3 separate regions of the Mus musculus genome follow, and regions 1 and 3 are each linked to region 2. The links are chromatin contacts, called in public capture Hi-C and promoter capture Hi-C maps. All regions are on one chromosome and are shown on one strand. The core of a region is the stretch at or near the end of the contact, and the rest is flanking DNA. Distances in the headings are between cores, read along the strand shown. Region 1 holds the start of Lrrc34 (leucine rich repeat containing 34). Region 2 overlaps Zmat3 (zinc finger matrin type 3). Region 3 overlaps Prkci (protein kinase C, iota).

Evidence for each region. Promoter capture Hi-C pulls out the DNA fragments that hold promoters and counts their contacts. Capture Hi-C pulls out chosen DNA fragments and counts their contacts.
Region 1: a contact with region 2 is called in a promoter capture Hi-C map of embryonic stem cells, with 2.8 times the contacts expected there. The contact joins the promoter of Lrrc34 here to the enhancer-like site in region 2. A contact is called at or near these places in 6 of 39 promoter capture datasets (the 3T3-L1 cell line, embryonic stem cells, hippocampal neurons and 3 more).
Region 3: a contact with region 2 is called in a capture Hi-C map of embryonic stem cells, with 2.5 times the contacts expected there. The contact joins two enhancer-like sites. A contact is called at or near these places in 1 of 39 promoter capture datasets (liver), 1 of 115 datasets of contacts at active chromatin or transcription factors (stem cell-derived neural progenitor cells) and 1 of 9 other capture datasets (embryonic stem cells).

Annotation. Positions count from the first base shown.
Region 1 is chr3:30,646,070-30,649,307 of GRCm38.p6, forward strand. It overlaps Lrrc34 (leucine rich repeat containing 34), which reads right to left and starts at 1,749. Exons shown (of 11, transcript NM_027941.1): 1 at 1,601-1,749. It overlaps Lrriq4 (leucine-rich repeats and IQ motif containing 4), which reads left to right and starts at 1,900. Exons shown (of 6, transcript NM_001290510.2): 1 at 1,900-2,191. The coding sequence starts at 2,157.
Region 2 is chr3:32,339,848-32,343,399 of GRCm38.p6, forward strand. It overlaps Zmat3 (zinc finger matrin type 3), which reads right to left. Exons shown (of 6, transcript NM_009517.2): 5 at 3,487-3,552; 6 at 1-1,848. The coding sequence ends at 1,637. Among named protein-coding and RNA genes, the nearest start is that of Gm42201, 15 kb to the left of the region's middle. Within about 2 kb of position 1,809, at least 17 of the 459 cell types and tissues checked have an H3K27ac peak or open chromatin away from gene starts, as enhancers often do. A contact at or near this core is called in embryonic stem cells, where this site is marked.
Region 3 is chr3:31,003,548-31,006,820 of GRCm38.p6, forward strand. All of the region lies in intron 1 of Prkci (protein kinase C, iota), which reads left to right. Among named protein-coding and RNA genes, the nearest start is that of Prkci, 9.4 kb to the left of the region's middle. Within about 2 kb of position 1,439, at least 13 of the 459 cell types and tissues checked have an H3K27ac peak or open chromatin away from gene starts, as enhancers often do. A contact at or near this core is called in embryonic stem cells, where this site is marked.

The DNA of each region.
Region 1 (3,238 bases), core at 499-2,998, 1.7 Mb before region 2:
TCAAAACTCACACCCCCATACTTGTGCTTCACCCGGTTCAGCCATCACCCCACCCCCACCTATGTTTTGCTTTTAATAAAAATAAACAAATAGGAGCTGAGGTCTCTGTTACGCAGCAGCTTTCCTAGTAGTTCCACTACTTTAAACTGTTACCTTTCCTTTCTTTTCTTCTTCTAAACACAGGGTCTCGCTGTGTTCTTCAGAATGGCCTTGAACTCACAGTCATCCTTCCCCGGCTACACAGGTATCGGGGATCACAGGTGTGTGCTAGCACACCTGGCTCCAATATTACTTTAAAGACATTTCTTGTGAACTCTGGGTCCTCCATAATGGAAGCCATGTTCTTACTCTTGTAAAACACTCATGCTACTGGCTTGATTATTCTACTTTCTGTGTACATGTATTTCAGAATACACTCTGCCACCTCACACTTTAAGTAGCCTGGCTTCTTAGATGCCAGCTGCTTCTCTAAATTTCTATATTTTAAAAGCATCCACTGCTGAGTGGCCATCTACACTCTAAGAGTTTACCACTCAAAGCTGCAGACCAAGACCTAAGATCTGCTATATTTAAGCTGAAAGGAAATGAACTTTTCTTATAATTTTTAAAATAGTTATTTTAAGTTTATTTGTGTTTGTATGTGTGTGAGAGAGATACACCAGGACTTAGGATATTTATAATATTTAGGTTCTGCTGAGCTTCGGAAGGGGGGATGGGACCTGAATGCCCCATTCTGAGATGTCTGTGGCACTTAGGGAAGGAACATCAACTAAGTGCAGTATTAGCATCCTGGAAACAGATGCTCCTGTGGTTTCTAAACAAAAGCCAGAGCTGGGCGCCTTTCTACTGGCGCCCTTCCTGCCTCAGGCTACTAACTTCTTGGGGGTGGAACACCAGCACTAATGGTGTCTGCCCTTCTAGGGGTCAAAAGCAAAGGCAGGACTTGAGTCTCTCCACGCTGTTTTCTTCAGAGGCCCCGTGACTGAGAAGGCAGCAGTCACACCCATGGGTGGAGGACAAAAGCATACAGTCTTTCCGCAGCCCCGTCCTCCTCTTCCATCAGGCTCCAGGTCAAACTAGCAGTGTCGGTGTTCCCTCCTTTATCATCTTATTTCCCTTATTAATGTCTCTCTGGGCAGTCTCTCCGGCCCCCACAACACACACTTTAAAACAATAGTCTAAAAGTAGTGGCAGGAACTCTGGTTTCTCACAACTGCCCAACAACTCCTGAATATATCCCCAGTCTTATGTTTAATTCGTTAAATTCATGGATGCACTCAAAGTGCACATGGAATTATATATATGAATGGAAATGTCACAATGAAATCCCTTCTTCTATATGATATTTAAAAAAAAATAAGATAAAGTGATTAAAAGAAACTGTGGGTAGTCTAGAAGTGGGAACTCAGAAAAACTCTGAGGAGCTTCTTGCTTATCTGAGGTATTTTCCCGTAACTTCCACAAATTCAGGGGCGCAGAGCCTCCCCTCCCCGCGGCATACCTCCCCCAGACCCTCCTCAAAAAGCAGGAGGGAGGCCAGAGCAAAGCCACTCTCCTCACGAAGACAGGGGACCAGCGTTGGTCAAGGGCGCCTCCATACCTGGGGCTTCTGCAGGCGGGATCCGCTGCCCTTTCCTTCGCCTAGAGCCCGGTGCCCCTTACCCAGCTCGCTTTGCGGACCTCGACCTCTAAAGAGGAAGGCCGCCGTGGCTGAGCTTTTTCAACAGTCTGCCCCTGCTCAGTCCTCACAGGGCTCGGCCCACTACGAGTCCAGTAACCAGAGTCGCTCCCATGGCAACCACAGAAGCTTCCTTTTGGAGAAAGAGGGAAGAGGCGGGGCCACCGTTAAGAGGGCGGGGTACTCTATAACCTCGAGGCCTGAAGTGGGAGGCAGTGATCATCACTTTAAGCCTATCCGCTCTAGGTTACACATTCTGATGGTGGAGCTTCGAGGGTTTAGGAGCCTCATCTGCTGGGCTAGGGACTAGGACTACAAACCCTGGTGACCCAGCCTGTCTCACCTTTTCCGAAGGGCTAAGCTCGGAATCTAATGGTAGAACCTCCAAGTGTGTAGTAGTTTAAAGGATTTTTTTTTTGAAGGGGTAGAGCCCCCTGGAAGAGTTTCCTTGAGAAGGCGACTTCCAGACTAATCTGAGATGGCCTATCCCAGTGCCAAGCTGCAGATGCACAGGTACAGTCAGTACTCAAGAGTATGGAGGCAGGCAAGGTCGTATCCATGTGGAGTCTTCGCATCTTCTTTGTAGTAAGGCTGTGAAGGAATGGGGCAGGATGTTCGGGACCCTTGGATGCTCGGTTGTAGACCCACCGATGATGAATCTAGTCTGGAAGTGGGGTCTGAAATAGTCACAGAAATCTAGGAGAGGTGATAAGTTAAAAGTGAATAACTAAATATGTAAGTCCTTGCCACATAGGCAATTTCCATCCCTCTGCCTCTACTACCAGGAAAGCCCGGGCAAGGCCGAAGTTCTGGGTGGGTACAGGAATTGAGTTTCAAGGTCCTTTCTCCACAGGTAGCATGCTAAAGTGCAGAAATATGTGCATTTACCCCTTGAGTTTCCAGGAAAGTCCCTAAGTTAGCCTCTGCCCCTTTCTGTCTCAGATTCTTTTGAATTAAGAAGGTAGAAGAAAGGAAAGGTTGGAGATGCTGTACCAGTGGGGTGGGAGGGGGAAAGGGGAGGGGGAAGGGGCAGGGGAGGGGTGGAGTGGGGTGTGCTCTGCCTCTGGAGCAAGCAGTACAGCAACTGACTGAGACCAGGATTCTTCTTAGTCCTACCTGCACCATCCCCAAAGGGCTCTTATCGATCAAATATCTAATGGAACCCTGGCTGGTGGGAAAACTCACCCTGCACTTGCGAGTACTCCAGACTAGAGGAGTTGCCCCTCTTGACAACCACGGAACTATTAAAAATTGTTCTCTTTGGTTGGGTTCTCCTGTCCCAGGCATGGTTGGTTTGTTCAGTTAGCTTTTTGTTTGCCTATGGAAGGCTGGCTTCTCTGCCTACCCAGCCTCACCAGACATGACCTTCCACCGGTCTTTTATATACATAGAGAAAAGTGGTTGCTGATCATTAATTTTCATCTCTGATAACTTTATATATAATATATATTATGTATGATATAATTTTTCTCAATGTCTTCTGGGGGTGATGGCAAGAGCTATGACCTTTTGGAACCTTCTAGAACTCATCTGAAACTAAATCAAAATAAGCATCTTAAA
Region 2 (3,552 bases), core at 559-3,058:
ATCAAGTCTGAGGCTAACACTGCTCTGTCTTCTGTTTCTGAAGGGGAAATACTTAGCCACATAGCTCTACCGTTCCAGAAGCCAGCAATCACAAAATTAACCTTTAATTATGGGTCTCGACTACTCTAAAGCAGCAATGGAGAGAGAAGAGGCAGCTGAGCATTTCCTCCCTCTCCATCTGCCCGGAGAATTCTCAGGTGACTGAGTAATGAAATATGTATTTGTTATAGTGCAAAATCCTGCTTGCCCTAAGCCTTCTGCAGACGCACGCTTGCTTCCCTAAGGAGCACGGGCATGCTGGTCTTACACATGTGAAGGAAAAAGGACAAAGGACACACAGTGAACACAAGTTCACATATAACACTCCATCAGTCTGTCTAGACATACACTATGGCTTTTTATTTAAAAAATAAGAATCCCATTATAATCATTAGACACCAAAGTCATCTGTGTTTTCAAAGTCTCTTCAAGGAGGCCAAGGAGAAGATGCAATGGTGGCGTTTTGCTATTAGAAATGACACTGAGACTTGATCAGCTTTTAAAAGAAGGAAGGGAGGGAGGGAGGGAGGGAGGGGCAGAGAGAGAGAGAGAGAGAGAGAGAGAGAGAGAGAGAGAGAAAGAAAGAAAGAAAGAAAGAAAGAAAGAAAGAAAGAAAGAAAGAAAGAGAGAGAGAGAGAGAAAGAAAGAAAGAAAGAAAGAAAAAGGCAGGGGTATTTTCCAGGCATGCCCATTACCTGTCAGGGCATTGTCAGGATACAATCGTCAAAAGCCACAAAATGACTATCCCATGAGGTCACATAATCATCAGTGAAAATAGAATTCCAAATTGAAATCTCAAACACATCCTCGAATCATCTGAAAATATATTTTCTAAAAGAATATCCATCTTCAACTCATTAGACAGTCAAATCTGGGTCTCCAAAACTGCCAGCAAGCGAGGCCATGAGGATGGGGTGAGCGAGTGGAGAAGCTGATCCAAGCAGGGAAAGAGACGGACGAGAATTACATGTGTATGGTTCACAACTGGAGATGAAGTCACATGTTCAGAAGAACACAGTATTCTGGACGTATATGAATTCAAGGAAACCTATGTGTTAATTACGGAGGGGGGGGCGGGAGGAGGGATATGCCACAGGGAACCAGGAGCTGCTGGGAGACCCAGGCACACACCCTAACAGCACATCTTGTAGACACCACACTGTGGTGGTAATGGTTCCCAGGAGCATCAGAAAACGGGAATCTCTGTTTACCTGTTTTCTCTATAATTGGAAGTAAGAACTCAAGTCAATTCCTCTAATGTGCGTAAACCTAAAACCGCAAAAGTAGATGCCATTTTTAAATAATCGTAGCTCTAGTCAGGCTACTGCTGCTTAACCAGAACTTGGCCAAGATAAGAAGTTACACCCGATGGGGCAGAAAGCTCACTGTGAGTTGTTTGACACAGTTGGCCCAAAAGAGCATCCTGGTGACCAAAGAAACGCACCTCCCTCCCCGACCCCGACCTGACGGCTCTGGCACCGCTGCAGGTTACTCGCACTAAGCAGAGAAATGAGGAATGTACGCATGGAGGACCACAAAGCAAGGCAGGTCGACAGAAGGCAAACAGGCAGGACAGGCTTCTCTGTGAGGACGGCCATCACTGAACGTAGCCCAGGTTCTCCATCTCGCTCCTGTACCGCTGCTCGGACACCTTGCTTTTGTGCTGCTTGCTCTCTAGATGCTGCCGGAACTCCACCTCTTCGCCAGCCCCAACGTTACACATGGAGCAGTAAAACTGGCCACTTGGAGTCACGCACATGGCGAGATCTCGCGGGATCCTCTGCCGGGAGCGGGCATTGAAGTAAGGGCCTGCTGACGCAAGAGACAGAAGTGAGGTAGTCAAGGTAGAAGGCGGCTTCTCCGGCACCCACAAAAAAGCGTTGTGGCTTGGCATTGAAACCACAGTGCAGAAGGCAGAGACAGGAGGGTCCTGGGGACAGAGTAGCCAGCTAGCCTAGTCAATGCGTGAGCTGTAGGTTCAGTGAGAGACACTGTCTTGAAATATAAGGTGAGGAGCAAGAGAAAGCTACCCCAAAATTAAACCTCTAGTCTTTACACGCTCAACACACACACACACACACACATACACACGCAGATCCTTAGAATGTCCATTTAGAAAAAAACACTCCACCAGTCCTCACGTAATTGATAATTCTAAATTCTAAATCAGACTCTAACTGAAGAGTTTAAATGAAGGAGAGGTGAATGGATTTTCTTTTAAATTACATGTACATAGAAGTTCAACCTACACACATAAAATGATTTCCCAACAAGTGCCAGGGCAGACTACAGAGCTAAGCCTGTACTCAAGTTCTAAATGCTCGTGACTCTTAAAAATAAATGTTTAAAGACTGTAGCCAAGCATGGTGGCTTGTGCCTATAATTCAGCACTTGGGAGCCTAAGGCAAAGGATTGTGACAAATTTGAAGCCGGTGTGAGGGACAGAATAAAGCCCATGGCTCCAGCCCAGTCTCTGTATTTGGATTACTCAGAGAGCCTAATCTGTGCCATCCCCATCCTAAATGTATTTATTTTCCTTGACATTAACACAGCTAGGGGGACGTTCCTTCATCTCAGCTGGCTTTTTAAATCCAGCCTGACCATCTTTGTCCTTTGGTTAACTTTGGTCATAACTAATAATACACTGAGATAATATTCATCAGACAAAAGGTTTCTCTGACTTTCTGTATTTTGTTATTTAGCTGTCTCTTGTTATTCGGCGAACTCTGTTTTTGCTTTCCTGCTCATATAAACAGCCTCTGCGGGCACACATAGCATTGGAGGCTGTGGTAGCCAGGACTAGAGTAAGCAGAGAACACTTCCATAAACACACGGCTCTCTGCTGAATGCACACATCACAAGAATTCCCTAGATAACTCTCACTCATTACCTGTATAAAGACCACACTGAACATGGTGTGACTTAAAATCAGGAAGCATGAGTGGGCATGCGTGCTTGAACGTGTCCAGTTTCTTCCTTAAAAACTCTCTACTTTATATTTTGAGACTCTCAAGAGCCTGAGGCTTGATGATTCAGCTAGGCTGTTAGGCCAGTGAGCTCCAAGGACCTCCCATCTCCACCTGAGATAAGCGGTGTGAATTGCTGTGCCTGGCTTTTTCCACTTGACATTGGAATCAAACTCAGGTCTTCAGGCTTGTATACCTGCACCATCTTCCCAGCCCCTGAGAGGCCCATTTTCTAATGGGCTTTACATATTTCATCTGATAACTATTTTTTTAAAAAGGACTTATAAGAGACTCTAAAACACTAAAACCAAAATAGTATACTGAATAGGATATAAAGAATACCAGAAATAAACAGCAGCCTGAACAGCTAGAAGAGCAACTCAGGAAAGCACCCACTACCTAATTCCCGGGGCCACCTACTGCTATCTTTTACAGACGCCAGACTCGTGTATGCTTTGTACACCCAGGAAACACAGGCTACCTGAATTGCTCTGGACTGGATACATATTCCTCCTGGTGGCCACCATCTTAAATTCACTCCCTTCTT
Region 3 (3,273 bases), core at 189-2,688, 1.3 Mb before region 2:
GGACCCTTACAGTTGGGCTGGCTAGGATGCAGCTGGGGAGAAGAAAGGAGGGTCACCATGACGGGGAGGGAAATGGATGAGATTTAGAGCTGCAGGAGAGAGAGCCAACCAGCCATGTAAGAATTCACTTCCCTGATTGGGCCAGGGGTAGCAGGGGAAGGTTTAGGAATGTCCAGTCTTTGAGGTAGCCAAGGCATTTTAAAATTAACTGGTGTGTGTGGGTCTTCCATTCTCCAATCCAGATAGTTCCTGGGCAGTTGCGTGTATATGATTCTTAAGGAGCCAAAGCAGTGTAGCCCAAACTCAACGCTACAGGTGTGGCCTTATAGGAGGAAGTGTGTCACTGGGAGTGGTCTTTAGGGATTTCAAAAGCACAAGCCAGGCCTCTTTTCCTGCTACCTATGGATCCAGTTGGAGAGTTCTTAGCTCCTTCTGTACCATGTCTGCCTGCCTTCTTCCATGTTTCCCACCATGCTGATAATGCACTAAACCTCTGAAGTTGTAAGACAGCCCCAATTAAATCCTTTTCCTTGTAAGAGTTGACTTGGTCATGGTATCTCTTCACAGCAGTAGATCAGTGGCTAAGACAGTGGACATCTGGGCTGATTTCCTCCCTCCGGGACTTACTTTCTTTTCTTTTTTTTTTTTTTAAAGATTTATTTTATTTATCATATGTAAGTACACTGTAGCTGTCTTCAGACACCAGAAGAGGGAATCGGGTCTTGTTGCAGATGATTGTGAGCCACATTGTGGTTGCTGAGATTTGAACTCAAGACCTCTGAAAGAACATTGAGTGCTCTTAACCGCTGAGCCATCTCTCTAGCCCCCACTGTGACTTTCTTTTTCTGATTGATAACTGTTATAAGCAGTGTGCTAGTGAACATGTATGTGCTGCTCTTCCTGTGGTGTGCTGACTTAGACGCCTTTAGGTGTACGCCCAAGCATGGTGGTCATACCCTAGTTCCCTTTTGAGTTTCTGAGGAACATACTGATACCTGTAGTATCACACCAGTTGACAGTGTTATCAGTAGTGTACAAGGCTTCACCCCCCCCCCACACACACACACACACTCTAACAGCAGTTGTTGCTTTTTTTTCTTTTTTAAAAATTAATTAATTAATTAATTAATTATTGTTGTGTTTGAAACAGAGTTCTGTAGACCAGGCTAGCCTTGACTCTGCCTGGTTCCACCTCCCAAGTTCTGGGTGTGGCATATTTATTATTTATATATTTTATGTGTGTGAGTGCTGTGCCTGCATGGGCCCACAGAGGTCAGGAGAGGTCATCAGATGCCTGGAAGATGAGTTAGTTGTGAGCCACCATGTGTGTGCTAGGACTGGGACCCAGGACTTCTGTAAAATCAGCAAGTGCTCATAATGGCTGAGCTATCTCTCTCTCCAGCCCTCCGGCTTGTTTTCTTGATGGTGGCATTGCTGACTGGGGTGACTGGGATCTCAAAGCAGTTGTAATTTGCATTCTCCTGATGCCTAGCATGCTGTGCATTTTCTGTGTACTTATTGTCATTTTGATTTCTTCTGAGAACTTTGTTCAGTTCGTAGCTCCTCCCTTTCTTGATGGGGTGATGTTTTGAAGTTTAATTCGTGTTTATCCTCACATATTCTAGACATTAATCTCCTGTCCTGTCCTGTGTGGTCAGCAAAGGCTGTTGTTTTCCACTCTGTGGGCTGTGTCTTCACTCAGGTATTGTTTCCTTTGTTAAAGAGGTTTTTAATTTCATGTATCCCTGCCTATCAATTCTTGGGATTATTCCCTGTGTTTTTGGAGTCTTTTTCAGAAAGTTTTTGCTTCTGTGTATATTTTAAAGTCTTTTTCTGTAGCATTTTAAGAGTTCTAGGTCGGACATTAAGGTTTTTTGATTCATTTTAAGTTAATTTGAAAATGTTTACATTTATTTTTTGTCTGTGCGGTGTGTGTTGTTTGTGTGTTGTGTGTGAGGGAGTACACACATGCTATCACAGATGTGTGGAGGTAGAGGATAATTCTCAGGAGTTAGTTCTCTCTACCATGTGGGTTCTGGGGATGGCATTCAGGCTTAGGCTTGGCAGCAAGCCCCTTTATGTGCTGAGCCATCTCACAGGCTTCCATTTTCAATGGAGTTTTATACAGAATTACAGGTAGAGATCTTAGTTTTCTACTATTTATTATATTTTACTACATGCTAAATGTGGAAATACAATTTCCTAGGACCATTTTAAAATTTTTTTCTTAAAATTAAAGTTTAATTACATCATTTCCTCCTTCTCTTTACTTCTTCCGACCAGTACCATGTTTCCCACCCTCCCCTCTTGCTCCTTCTCAAATCTATGATCTCTTTTTCTTTGTTACTGTTACACACACACAATACATGTATACATAGATGCATTAAATATGTAATATGCTGAATCTGCTCAATGTTACTTATATGTATAAGGTTTCCAGTTTGACCACTTTGTTTTGGATAACCAATTAGAGCCTCATCTTGGGAAGACTACATCTACCTCTCTCAGCAAGCCTTAATTCCCTAATTGCCTGTAGTTCATTGTTCTGGGTGGGCTCAGGTAAGATTTCCCTCTTCCATGCTAACATGTTGGTAGCGTCCTTAAGGTCTCCGTTGGTCAGCCATATTATTTGAGGTTTAGCTTCTCTGTCATTTGTAGGAAAGAGCTGGTTCTCTGGACTTGAGTCTTTCCAATCCCTCTTCTGTCTTCTGTGGTGGTGTTCCCTGGGCCTTTGGCCTAGGACCACTTGGTGAAGAGGCTATCCTTTCCCAGTGTATGTTAGACTAAGGTGGCAACTGCTGTGAGAGCTCATTTCTGCTGTCTTGGTTCTGTCCCAGTAACTATGGTCTGCTGCTGTGGCTCTGTGGTGTGTAGTGTAGAGGTCAGACACTGTGATACAGTTATTGTCATTCTCTCTGCCTAGGACTGCTTTGGCTATTGCGGGGGGCGGGGAGGGGTGTTTCTGTATGAATTCCAGGATTGTAATTTCTAGTTGGTTGAGAAATGTAACTGGAATTTGATGGGAATTCTGTTGAATCTGGATATAGTGATATAGTCATCCTTTATTAATTTCGCCAGTTTTTGAAGATGGAAGTCTTCCCGTCTTCTCAGGCTACCTTTAATGTTGACTGTAGAAGTCTTTTACATTCTTGGCTAAAATTACATTTAGGATTATTTATTTGTTTACTTATTTAGAAGACACTATGGATGGTTTTTTTTTTTCCCCTCCTGATTTATTTCTGATATATAGAAAAACCGCTGATTTTGTAGTTG